3 separate regions of the Mus musculus genome follow, and regions 1 and 2 are each linked to region 3. Evidence: chromatin contacts called from public Micro-C and promoter capture Hi-C data. All regions are on one chromosome and are shown on one strand. Each heading gives the region's core, a stretch centred on a gene start, on an enhancer-like site or on the middle of the called end of the contact. The rest is flanking DNA. Distances are from core to core; before and after follow the strand shown.

What was found. Promoter capture Hi-C pulls out the DNA fragments that hold promoters and counts their contacts. A called contact is a pair of places that touch in the nucleus more often than the background predicts.
Region 1: a Micro-C map of embryonic stem cells shows a contact between it and region 3, with 4 times the contacts expected there. The contact joins the promoter of Ecel1 here to the promoter of Gbx2 in region 3. A contact is called at or near these places in 1 of 39 promoter capture datasets (embryonic stem cells) and 1 of 484 Hi-C or Micro-C datasets (embryonic stem cells).
Region 2: a contact with region 3 is called in a promoter capture Hi-C map of pre-B cells, with 2.9 times the contacts expected there. The contact joins the promoter of Gpc1 here to the promoter of Gbx2 in region 3. A contact is called at or near these places in 2 of 39 promoter capture datasets (liver and pre-B cells).

What each region holds. Positions count from the first base shown.
Region 1 is chr1:87,153,694-87,157,616 of GRCm38.p6, forward strand. Ecel1 (endothelin converting enzyme-like 1) reads right to left here and starts at 2,443. Exons shown (of 18, transcript NM_001277925.1): 1 at 2,327-2,443; 2 at 511-1,395. The coding sequence starts at 1,296. The region is part of intron 3 of Gm33292 (a long non-coding RNA gene); the gene reads left to right.
Region 2 is chr1:92,830,165-92,834,321 of GRCm38.p6, forward strand. It overlaps Gpc1 (glypican 1), which reads left to right and starts at 1,481. Exons shown (of 9, transcript NM_016696.5): 1 at 1,481-1,933. The coding sequence starts at 1,768. Gm29481 (a long non-coding RNA gene) reads right to left here. Exons shown (of 3, transcript XR_003947946.1): 1 at 2,531-4,157.
Region 3 is chr1:89,929,227-89,933,369 of GRCm38.p6, forward strand. Gbx2 (gastrulation brain homeobox 2) reads right to left here and starts at 1,950. Exons shown (of 2, transcript NM_010262.3): 1 at 1,007-1,950. The coding sequence starts at 1,529. LOC102637806 reads left to right here and starts at 2,849. Exons shown (of 4, transcript XM_030244408.1): 1 at 2,849-2,922; 2 at 3,383-3,460; 3 at 3,943-4,009. The coding sequence starts at 2,879.

The DNA of each region.
Region 1 (3,923 bases), core at 1,193-3,692, 2.8 Mb before region 3:
TTGTCACAAGCTCCGGGATCATGAAAACCAACCCCTCTCTCAATCCAGAGAAGTTAGCCAAACCCCATTACTCTTAGTTCAGCCTGAAGATGCCCTGGAGAACCCGCCTTTCACTCCTTCCCCAACCGCCTTCACTTTCCCCACCTGTAGGGACACCGTGGGGCGCTATACTGGGAGTTGGGACCTCTGGAATTCTTAGCCAACCCCAGCCTTTCAGGGCGATCGCCTGCGGGCTCCCACTCCCCGAACCCCACCTGCCTGAGGGCTGGGAATTGCGGCTCCCGCAGCTCAGCTAAACACAGCAATTACTCCAGGGAAATTACTTGCGCCCTCCTCCCGCGCTCTGCCCCTGCGCGCGCCCCGCTCCTCCCTGATCCCCTAGCTGTCCGAACCCGTATCCTTCGGACGCGGGATGGAGCAGGGGGCACGCCGGGCCAAGGATGCGGGAGGTCTCAGGTGGGGTGCGAGGATTGTCGTGGGGCGGAAAGGCGGAGGGGGGGGGACACTCACGCGGATGACGTAGCGCGAGGAGTTCCTGTCGTCCAGGCTGACTGTAAGCGAGAAGAGCGCGGCCGCGCTGTACACACCCTGTGCCTTGTACAGCAGTCGGTTGAGGTCCCAGCGAGCCGCCCCGGGGCGATCGGCCGCGCCGCCCAGGTCCCAGCCGCCGCAGTCCTCGATGACCTCGAGCATGGGCCGCGGCCCGAGCCTCTCGATCTCGCGCATGTCGAGGCACGAGCGGAAGAAGGCGCGCACCTTGCGCTGCGCAGCGCCGCCGGGGCCTCCGGTGGGTCTCGCCAGCAGGCGCCGCAGACGCTCCTCGTTCTGCTCTCCGATGGCCGCGATCGTGCCGTAGGTGAGCTTGTCGTCGGGGATAGCGTGGCGCCGCAGCCAGCCTCCGCACGCGAACGAGTAGAAGTCCTGGCACGGGTCGATGCTGGCGTCCAGGTTGGCAGACAGAAAGCGGGCGGCGCGTGCAAAGGCCTTGCGCTCGGGGCAGCCCTCGGGACAGGCTCCGCCACCGCCCGCCGCTCCCGGGCCCAGGTATTTGAGCGCCAGCATGGCCGCCAGGATGGCGCAGAGGCCGGCAGCAAACACCAACCCCGACAGCAGGCACACCTCGCGTCGATTCCAGCGGGGCAGCCCAGACCTGGACCCGCTAGCACTGCGCCCTGAGCCCCTCGGGAAGCCTGGAGGCAGTGAGGTCCCTCGAGCGCCCCCGGTGCCACACCGGCTCACATACTTGACTTCCTGGAACTCGTCGTAGTGCGCTGTCATGGAATACGGGGCCTCCATTGTGCCGAGGCTTTGGCTGCAGACCCCTTGTTTGGTCGATTATAGGCTGCTTCTGTCTGCGGGCTTTCTGGTCGGAGCCCACATGGCCCTCGGTCGCAGCTGTAGGAAGGGAACATTAGCAGGCTCAGAGAGGCCCTGGAAAGTGAGGGGACCCAGAAAACAAAGGGTGGGAGTTAGTTTAAGAAGATGGAGGCCACCTGTGATCCACAACCAAGGATCCCACTTCACTCCGTCAACCAAGAAAGAAGGGTTCAGTTGCCAGCAGCTCTTACTGGAATAGTAGCCTTTAACCTGCCTACCCAGGTCTCCACAAGCTCACCACAGAGTAAGGATGCTCGGACACAAAACCAAAGAGCACCGGGCACAAAGTGGGGGCTTCACTGACAACCTGTTTCCCTTGTCTTTGCCTTTCTTGCCCATCATCCTCTCCAGACAAGCCAGGTGGGGGAGGGGGAAGCAGAGGCCGGAGAAAGGAGGTGTGGTCAGGGGCGCCTCTCTGCGGACCCTGAAGCCTCCTTCAGTTCTCCGAACTAAAAGCGACCAGACACCCAAACTTCGTCCTCGGGGAAGTCTGCAGGACCACTCTCAAGCCACCCTCTGGCTGTTTCTCTTCAATGGCTCCAAAGCCCACAAGTCCCTTCCCCAAGCAGCAGCCCTCTCCATTCCCCATCTTTCCCCCACCCGACTCCCCAACCCCGACGGCCCAGATGGAAAACCAGAGACTGGTTTCATCATTTGCCACCCATCAACGCCCCGGGCCATCCCTGTCGTCAACAGGTTCTCCCCAGAATCCAAAGTTGGGAGAAGTTTCACCCCCTTTGCTGCGCCAGCCCTGAGCTCAATCTCTTGCGTCGCGCGGCGCAGTCAGCGGAGCTTGAGAGCCGAGTCCTGGAGTCGCAGCCGCAGCCGCAGCTGGAGCCAGAGCCGGGAGGACAGAGACAAAGCCGAGAAGCTCGGCTCGGCAGCCGCGGTGGCCTCGGAGGTGGCTGTGATGATGTCCTCGGAGGCGGCGGGCCCGAATGACACTTACCCGGCAGGTGCGCGTCTGGGCCGGGCGAGGACCGAGGGAGGGGTCGGGAGCAAATCCCGGCCTCAGCCGGAGAGGAGCTGGGCTGGCTGCGGCTCTCTTCGTGCGCCCGCCGCCTCTGCCGCCGCGCCGCGCCGCCCGCCAGCCCCGAAGGAGGGGGCGCGCCGGCGGCTCCACCCTCCTTCTCCCGCCCCCTGCACCCCTCCTTCTCTCTGCTTCCCTCTGGGCTACCTGTCAGCTCCAGCAGTGCGGAGGTGGGGATGGCGACCGCGGAGATAACGCTCCTGAGAGTGATGCACCAGCTTCTGGCTCCAGGACTCCGGAGTCCAGATCTGTCCCGGGAGGAGGAAGCACGGTCCCTTCTGATGAGCCACTTGGAGCCACCTACCAGTCTGCGGTAAAGGGACTGAAGCTGGAGATCTGGAGGCCAGAGGGAAGTCTGGGCCGAGCCCACAGAAGCTCAGCCCAGGGAGGACTCCAATGGGCAGGTGAAGAGCCTGTATCTGGACCAGCACTCTGCCAGGCGCCATCAGCACCAAGACTTCTTTGTCCTTTTAACTCCTGCTTGCCCCATCTGGGTTCTGGTTGGTACAAGACCCTTTACCTAGCTCTCCTGGGGAGGTTGCAAGTAGAGGCTGAGGCTGTGGCCTCCTCAACCTTAGGTTTTCCTGACATCATTGGCAGGAAGTCCCAGACCCACATAGAAAGGCCTAGAAAAGGATGGTAGGGTGGGGAGAGGGAGGAATCTTGCTCCACTTCCCTCACGGGACTACACAGGGTGAGTTTGTCCAGTCTTCCACCCATTCCGGTTGGCTGAACTAGCTTTTTAAATGTTGGGGACCTCGCTCCTTCCAAGAGACAGAATCATCTTTACCTCTCCACTGTACCCACAAGGTGAAGCCCACACGTGACAGAGACCTGGGAGCTTTCTGAAGGACTGCTACTGTTTCAGGAATCTGCTTTCTCTGCCTCGACTTACCCATCTCTTCTGGTATCCCCAGCAAAGGACCACACAGCCCCAGCAATCCCAACCTTGTGGCTCCAGCCTGCAGCCCTGGCCTAAGCAATGTTTCAGACATTGGTGAAGACCGATGTGATAGAACCCATGTTGAGGTGGGACTGCGGAGAGCGACCACCATCCCGTCGCCATCCCCTCCGGATGTTCTTCATCGTCAGCTACCCAGTCACTAGCCTTTAGTGGCCACCTCTACCACTTTCCTGCCTGTCCAGTCTGTCCATTTCTAAGTCCCACTCACAGGACTGTCTTTCATTCTGACCATCCTAAGGTCCTCTCCTGCCCCATGCATTCTTCTCAGGTCCAATTAATTCTACTGAGGAGCGATGGAATTACGCAAAAATGCCGTGTTTCCGTGAGGGGGGAGGGGAGGGCAGGGCGGTGGCAGAGTGGCTCTTTGTGCTTTTAATCTGCATTTTCCCCTCAACATTCCATCTCCTGGAGGATAATTTTCCAGCCTTTTCAGGCCCTGATTGGTATCATTTCTCCGGCAATGACAGCTTTTATTTTCCCCGAAATGAATGCCGTGAAATTTCCAAGAAATATAAAAATGGATATTGTCTCAAGGAGCCGACTACTCCGACA
Region 2 (4,157 bases), core at 231-2,730, 2.9 Mb after region 3:
TGTTGAGAGGCCAGAACACATGGGGAGCACAGAAAGCAAGTAGGAGCCCTGGCCATTGCAAGTCCTCTATTAAAAGTGACAGGGATCCAAGCTGTCCTGGCCAGGACATGCAGTGGACAGGGGTCCGTGAGTCAGGAGCAGTGTTACAGTAGAGGGATGTGAGGATATCTGCTCCGATAGATTGGTTTTCCATTGTTACTCTCAAGCAATGACTGCAGAGATTAATTGGATCACTTTCCTAGGAGTTAGGACAGGAAACCCACCCCCTAAGGTGGACAGAACCCCTGACGGGAGGACATCCTGAGGCATGGGTGATTGGGGGTTTTGCCACAAACCTGCAAAGCCCTGATTCAGCTGAATCCAAGAGCGCTGCACTCTATTGACACATAGTGGTAATCTATGACTCTCAACCATAAACCACATCTCGCTTTCTTCCCATTCCCAGATTAGGTATCTAGATTCAGTCTAACCTCAGCTATGATGGCCTCTTCATAGGATAAAGGGAACAGCAGGAGGGATAGTGCTGCCCGGCAGCAGCTAAGCAAGAAACTCCAGACCCAGCACCATCACCAGCTCCCAGGTAGGTCCCAGGTAGGGTCCCTTCTCCCCACAATCATCCCTGCAGCTGCGTGACAGTTGGTGGTCTGCCACACCTGGCCTGGAGTTGAGCTGCCCAACATTAACTCCTCGCTCTATTCCTTTTGCCAGAGGTCACCTACCACGCTGCACCCAAGCCTACAGACCTGCCTCTGCCCCATTGCTCTAGCACCTAAATAGTCACGAAGAGGGACCGTAACAGTCGCTGGCAATCTGCATCAACTGAAGTCATCTGAGCTGATGAAGGCTAGTTTTTTTTTTTTTTTTTTTGGCCAGTTTTCAGCCCCCTCATCCTCCTCCAAAACACGTCAGACGAGAACTGGAGCCGCTCAGGGGCGGCTAGAAAGGGCGTATGGATGTAGGAGTTGTTGCTGGGGGGTGGGGGGCAGCAGGTGAGTAGGGAAGTGACCGGACCAGGACTGAGTAGTAGAAGCGCTAAGAGAGCAAGCCGGTAAGGTGAAGGATGGAAAGGAGCAAAGAGATGCCGAATTCGGCTGGGGGCGGGGAAGCTCCTGATTGGCCAGCGGAGGACGTGATGTCACGTCCGGCGAGGGAAGCCCTGCCTCAGCTGCCCCCCCCCCCCGCCCTGCCCCCGCCCCCACAGGTGGTGCCGCCGCCCTGGGTGCTGGGCTGGGGGGGACACCTTAGGGGACCCCGGACTCGGCCTTTGCACTCCAGGCTCTCCCCGCCGCCTCCCATCTCACCCAGGCAACGGAGCACATCGCCTGGGCTGAGAGAACATTCCCTCCTCTCCCTCCGGAGAGCGAAGGGGCGCCCGGTGCGCCCCGATCGTGCCCCGCCTCGCCCCGCCCCGCCCCGCCCGGGCGCTCCCCTCTTCCCGCCCGCGCTCCCCGCCCCTCCCTGCCCCTCTCCGCGGCCGCCGTGGGGCCGGGCGGGCGGCGGGGGAGGCGCCGAGCCGGGGCTGCGCGTTCGCCCGCCGCGCTCTAGGCGGCCCGACTGAGCGGCCGGACCTCGCGCCTCGCGCCTAGCTCCCCGCGCCGCAGCCGCAGCCGGCTTTTGTTGTCTCCGCCTCCTCGACTGCCACCGCCTCTGGACCACGAGCGTCGCGCGCTGGGACCTTGGCTCTGCCCTTCGCGCACACTGGGCTGAGCGGGCCGGCCGGGACCGAGGGAGGCGCGCACCGGCGGCCAGGGAGCCTCGGGCCCCGCCATGGAACTCCGGACCCGAGGCTGGTGGCTGCTGTGCGCGGCCGCCGCGCTGGTCGTCTGCGCCCGCGGGGACCCCGCCAGCAAGAGCCGGAGCTGCAGCGAAGTCCGCCAGATCTACGGGGCTAAGGGCTTTAGCCTGAGCGATGTGCCTCAGGCAGAGATCTCGGGTGAGTAAGGGCGCTGCGTCCGGGGGCACCGGACCCTAGCACTCGGGAGGTCTGATCTGGGCCCCTACCCGCGCCGCAGCTAGCCCCGGGCGCCAGAACCCGCCGCCTGGACTTGGAGTGGCCTCCTGCTCCTCAACTGGTCTATACCCCACGGCCCTCGCCCCCGAGCTCCGATCCGCTCTGTTGCTGCCCAGTTCCCAGCCACTACGCTCTAGAGTCCCTTCCCCATAGCAATCTGCGCTCCCTTTGGGTTAGGGTTGTTGCTGGGCGTCTTTGGTCCCCGGCTTGGCCCACTGTGCTGGCGGGGCAGCAATCCCAGCTCCGGGACAGCGTGCCTGCCGCCCTTGCGGCGAAGCAAGCGGTAGCTCTGGGACGGTCTATTGGGTCGCATATCCCGGTTGCAGTGGGCTAGGAACTTCTCTATGCGGATCTCTCCCAGAGGCGTCAAGGGTTCTGCTTAGGAATTTACGCGGATCCACAGCAGGAGCCGCCTAGGTGGGATTTATGGGGGAGATCCTACACTTCAAGCCTGGGTTCTAAGGAAATGTGAGCCCGCTGCGCGATTCAGGGGACCCCAGGGCTCGAGGGGATTCCTACCTAGGAACTTGTGCCCGCCAGCGCCCCTATCCTAGCACACTCGTGGTCTGACCGGGCGCTCCGGGCCGCCTGGAGCTGCGAGCCCAGCTGCAGGTGGTCGGCGTCTTGGATCCCGCCCAGGGGCCTTGTCATCTCTTTGTAAGAAGAGCGGCCCTCCTGGCGGCGGCCTCGGCCCTGCAGCTGCTGAGAGCAGCCCTTCCCCTCCCTTCCCTTCCCTGCTGCCTCAGGAGCTCTGGGAACCGAATCTTTATGAGCTTGGAGTGCCTATGCAATGTCCCAAGGACCTCCCAAGCCCCAGGCTTTGCTCTTAAATGTGTGGGGAGCTTTCCTGGATAAGTGTAACACCAGGGCCTTGGTGAGCAGGGAATTCCTGCTGTGGGATTCTTCTGAAACTGAGGGGGCTTGCAGACTAGAGACCAAACTCAACTGGTGTCGTAGGCACTCTGAATGAGGAAAGTAAGAGTATTGCCCAGAGGGGTGGCCTGTGGCCCCAACTTGCTTGGGAATGGCAGTAGATAGCCAGCCATGGAGAACCCTGTTTCTGGGGAGAGACAGAACCCACAAGACACATTGTGTGGCCTGAGTCTCTTGACTATCTCCCTCTCAAATGCCCTCAGAACAGGCCTTTCTATGCCTCTCTCTACATACAGCCCTGCCATTGCCAAAGCCACCTCCTACAGTTCTCTGGGCACTGTCACCCGGTGCCTGGCAGCAGCAGGTATAGTTTGGTTGGTACCCTGCTCACTCTACCCACCTCCAAACACACAGAAATAGGAACATATACCCTGACATCCTTGTGTATCTCTTATCCCTGCCAGACGTACCCTGCTCCGCACACATACCAGCCTGAGGCCTTCCAGCCTACATCTTACCTTGGCATGGATATGCCACCCATCTTAATGCCTTCTTGGAGACCTTCTTGAGCTTGTACCCACCCACAGCTACTGTGCCCGAGTAGGCAGGGACTGGCAATGTAGGCAGTGACAAGGGCAGTGAGAGGGCAAAATAAAGAAGCAGAGGTGTGGTCCTTCCAGAGAGCCTGGTTCTTACTACCCTGCAGTTGGGGAATGTGGGGGATTAGGAACAAGACAAGCAAAAGGCTTTGATGTCTGTGAGGACAGCCGTAGATGCCCATCCAGCTGGGGTGTGTAGGCACCCTGCAGAATTACAGCAGTCATACTGGTTGGGGCCCAGTGTTTGTTCAGAGACACCCTATTTATTGACATGCAAGGCTGGGGCCTATGTTTTCCCATCATCCCTATTGGTGCACCTCAGAACTGGTGCCACACTTTTCTGGAACCCCATGGGCTGCACCTCACAGCCCTCAGAGTGGGAGAATACCTCCAAGCCCCAGGGCACTAAAGAGAGTATTAGCATGTGGAGTGAGAAACAGGGTGACCTCCTAAGATAGCAGTAGCCCAAAGGGCAGCCAAGCTCAGGGTCCTGTCTGGTTCTGTGCCACCAGACCTGGACTCTGAGGACCAGGCGCCCTCTGGTGGCCCCTAATGGCGCAGTCCTCCCTGGAGCTCCTATGTAATCCCTTAGTTCCAAAGAGCTCCTACTTATAAGAAATATGGGAATACCCCAGGAGATAGGTGCCTGCTGAGGTTCAACTGGAGTCATTGGG
Region 3 (4,143 bases), core at 700-3,199:
TCTCCCCCCAGCAGATTGTCTTTCTACCACATTAACACATTGCGATTTCCTGGCCTTTGAGGAAGGGGGTGGGGGGAGCGTGAGAAAAAGCTCAAAGGAGAGGAGGAGACAGTAGAGGCGACGGCCCTTTGCCCAGAACCATCACTCAAGGGGCTGCCATGTCTCCCGCTCACCCTCCCAGCCTCTAACAGCTTAAGTATCAGGATGCTGCTCGGACCTGAGGCCCAAGAGAATATCCCCTTTGTTTCCCTGGGGTCCAGGACTGTTTGAAGACCAAGGGGGAGTTCATGATCCTCCCCACCACCATCTGAACAACTAAAATTAAGTGAGCCTCAATTTCACAGCAGATGTGAGTGGTGTAGGGCCGATGCCAGCCCGCAGCTTTCTTGAGACATATCATTTGTGTCTCCTTAGGAGAAGTTTTCCACCCTAGAGTTCCTAGTGCGTGCATGTACACACACACACACACACACACACACACACAGAGAGAGAGAGAGAGAGAGAGAGAGAGAGAGAGAGAGAGAGAGAGAGAGAGAGTCTCGCAGGAATCTGATTCTCTTGGATGAACAGAGAACCCAGTGAAGATATTTGAGTCTGGACTCTATTGGGTACATATGCAACTGAAAAAAGAAAAAAACCAGCCCAATAAGGCCTCTCTTTAAGGTTGCAACACACCAAGGACCCTCAATAATCACAGCGTGTGTGTGTGTGTGTGTGTGTGTGTGTGTGTGTGTGTGTGTGTGCCAAACACGCCACCAGATGTGTGGCCTGGAGTAGCTAGCAGGAGAGCTCTAAACGCCTCCTTTCCCCAGGATCCTGCTTGTTGCTTGGCGTTAAATGCCCCATTGGAAAGCTCCGGTGGGCATCACCGCAACTCCTCCAGCTATTCCCGCAGAGGTCGGGCGGGGGCGCGGCCTCGTCCCCCGGGTCTCGGCGGGAACCCGGAGCTGGCCCGCCCCCACTCCCTCCCGTCCCCGCGTTCCGGCTGCGCGCGCCGCCGACTCACCGAGCGACGCCTGCACCGCTTCGGCCGCAGAGAAAGCGAGCAGCGAGCCCTCCTTGGCCAAGAAGGCTTTGCCGTCTTCCGCATCCGCTTGGAGCGCCTCGGCTTTGTCGAAGTTGCCGCCTCCGGGCAGTGGCTGTGGAGCGAACTTGCGGGCAGCCGCCGCCTCTTGGTGCTGGGGCGACGCAGAGAAGCCGCCGGGCAGAGTGGCCATGAGCGTGGAGGTGAGCGCCATGCCCTGCGCCAGGCTGGAGCAGAAGCCGGTGGGCAGGCTGGGGATCTGGTGGTGAGGGTGCGCGGGCGGCAGAGCGGGCTGCAGCGCTGCCTGGGGCAGCGCGGGAGGCGGTGGCGGCGGTGGCGGCAGCACCACCGGCCGGTAGGGCATGAACATGGGGTAGCCGGTGTAGACGAAATGGCCGGGACTGGGCTGCGGCGGGCTGCCGATCAGCGAGTCTATGCTGAAGGCGGTACTACTCCCCAGCGGGCGCTGCATCATCATCAGCGACGGCGGGAACGCTGCGCTCATAGACGCGTTCGGGAGAAGCCAGGGAGAGACGAAAAGTCCCCGTGTCCCGCCGCCGCCTGGAAGCCCTCCGGACGCTGGGAGTACCACCGGGAACTCCGGGCAGGGGCTGAGCGGTGCCCAGAGCGCAGACGCCGCCGCCGCCCCTCAGTGCAGGACCCGCAGCATACCCGGCCTGCACGGGTGCAGCCACCGAGCGCGATGAGGCCGTGCGCCCGGGATGGAGAGGGCGCCGGGGACCTCGCGTTCGCCGGAACCGCTCCCGGCTGCTAGCCCGTCGGAACGCGCGCGCTTCGCGTCTGCAGGTCTCGGCCCAGCTACCAGCAGTGCGTGCGTCCGTCCGTCTGTCCGTCCTGCAGTCCGTCGTCTCCCACGGGCGGCTGGGGAGCGCGCGAAGCCGGCGCACTTGTCTCTGGCGGGCGCCGCCAGCACCTTTAAATCGCGCTCCTCTTTCTCATTCACATTTTGCCAGCTGCCCAGCGGAGCTCGTGTCACGTGGGACCGAGCACCAACTCCTATTTGCTATTCAGGGGAAGGCGGGGCGAAATTAGGGCTCCGCCCCCTTCACCCAGGCGGGCCGCAAATGGGCTACCGGCGCCACGGTTGGAGCGTGCTGGCCTGGGAGCTGGAGCCTTTGCACCGCGCGGAGCAAACTTAAGAGGGACCCTTGCTACCTACCCGACTCAGACCCTAGAGTCCCTGGCATCCCTGTGGAGGCCTCATGAGAGGCGGCTTGGAACTGGCACCCGCCACCGATGGGCCGGGAGTGTTTTACTACAGCAGAACCCTGTGTGATGCTCACCTTAACCAGGGGCGCTCTGGTTGTGCCAAGGGTCCGGGCAAGGTCTCCGGATAGCGTTTAAGGTCTTGCCTCTGCAGGTCTGCTCCCAGAGGTGCGCCTGGGCCTGTCAGCCCTTGCTCACACGACACGGAAGCTGAATGGTTGCTTGCGGCCCGCTGGTGGCAGCGGGGCGGCCGGCGGTGGTCTCCCTCATTCCTGGTTGGGCCCTCCGTGAGCGATCCCTGCTCATTTTTCATGACATTCTTAATCATCGCACCTATTTACCCACTTTGCCAGCGTACACCAAAATAACAGCCACGATAATTATGATAATAAAGCGAGTCTTTTATCTGCTCCATCTTCAGGGAGGAATGGGGGGGGGGGTTGCGACGCCTCTGGATTGTATAACGTGAGATTATCCTGATGAAAGCTTTATGATGTTTGCTCAAATAAAAGCTGCGTTTTGTAAATAGGCACTAATTAAGCACGTTGGCAACGGAGGGAGCTCTCACCCTGGCTCTGCGCAGCGCGAGGACTCCTGGGCACGCGGTTCCCCTTTGCGGACTGCTGGATGGAGCTGAGTCCCTCAAGATATTTCCCCTGTTCTCGACAATGGTAAAAAGCCGGGAATTTGGGGGTTAGGAGATTGGAGGGATTGCGGCGAAAGGAAAGTAGGCATTTCTGGTCATCTTTTCTTATGTTGAAACAAACTTTCAAATCTTGTGTTCCTTTTAAAATGGGATCCTTTCGTGGCGAAGGCAGATCCTGCCAAGCGCGTTGGGCTTCCTCGGGTCCCCCTGCCTGTTCTTCAGATTCCTTGGTCTAGACGTCCTTTCGGAACTGCTGACAGCACCAGGCCAAGGAGCAAAGGAGGGCATTGTTATATAGGTCATTAAAAAATCAGTTCACCCGGAAGAGCTCTGGCTGGGGAGTTGGCTCATGTTGGACGTGTGTTATGTATCACAAGCACATTTAATTGGGAGATAAAGATAAATCGATCTTTATGAATTTATCGACCCGATTCTTTGAAGCTCTTCTTTCTCGGTCTTCCTCTTTCTCCCGCTCTAACCCCAAGGTCCCCCGGGGACGTCTCAATCCTAGAGATCTTCTCGGGCCAAGAATCTTGCCAGAGAGCAACTGCCCACCCAGAGAGGTAAGAGGGGACGATGAGTCCTTTGCATCTCTTGGCCAGAAGAAAACTCGCTGGCCCGGCTGCCAGCCGTCCTCCTCCCCCACCAGTGTCCCCTCCCCTCCCCTCCATCACCCGGACAAAGACATCTCAAACGCCTTTCCCCTCTCCGGGCCGCAGTAATAGATGGTTTCGGCAGCAGGCGGTTTGAAAGGAATTCATTAGGGCGCTGCCTGTGTTGCATCCCTTCACTTCACGCCCAGAACTCGAGATGGCTTAGGCAGTGTGAGGGGAAATTAATTCTCTTTGGGATACACGGGAAGGAGGTGTCTGTGGGATACCCAAGCTCTAGTCCCTGTTTGCCCACAAAAGAAGTTAATCGAAGCCCAAGGCAAAAGGCTGGTTTCTTCATGAGCATAATAAATACTCCCTCTTATTATGAGATACCTACAGTGACAGTCTTCAATGCCACTACCTTGTTGTTATCCCCTCTCCTCAACTTCTAGAATAACCGCTTCCTTGATTTACGCAACCGCAGCCAGGGACCTTCGTGCTTGCCTGCAAGAGGACTGGGTGAGCAGTTACTCATTCACCTGACTCTCCTGCCTTCCATTTTGCACTTTCACTGTAAAAAAAAAAAAAATTATTGTAGAGACTTCTGTCGCCTGGCCACAGGGAGAGACAAGGATCCCTTTGGCTATTTTAGT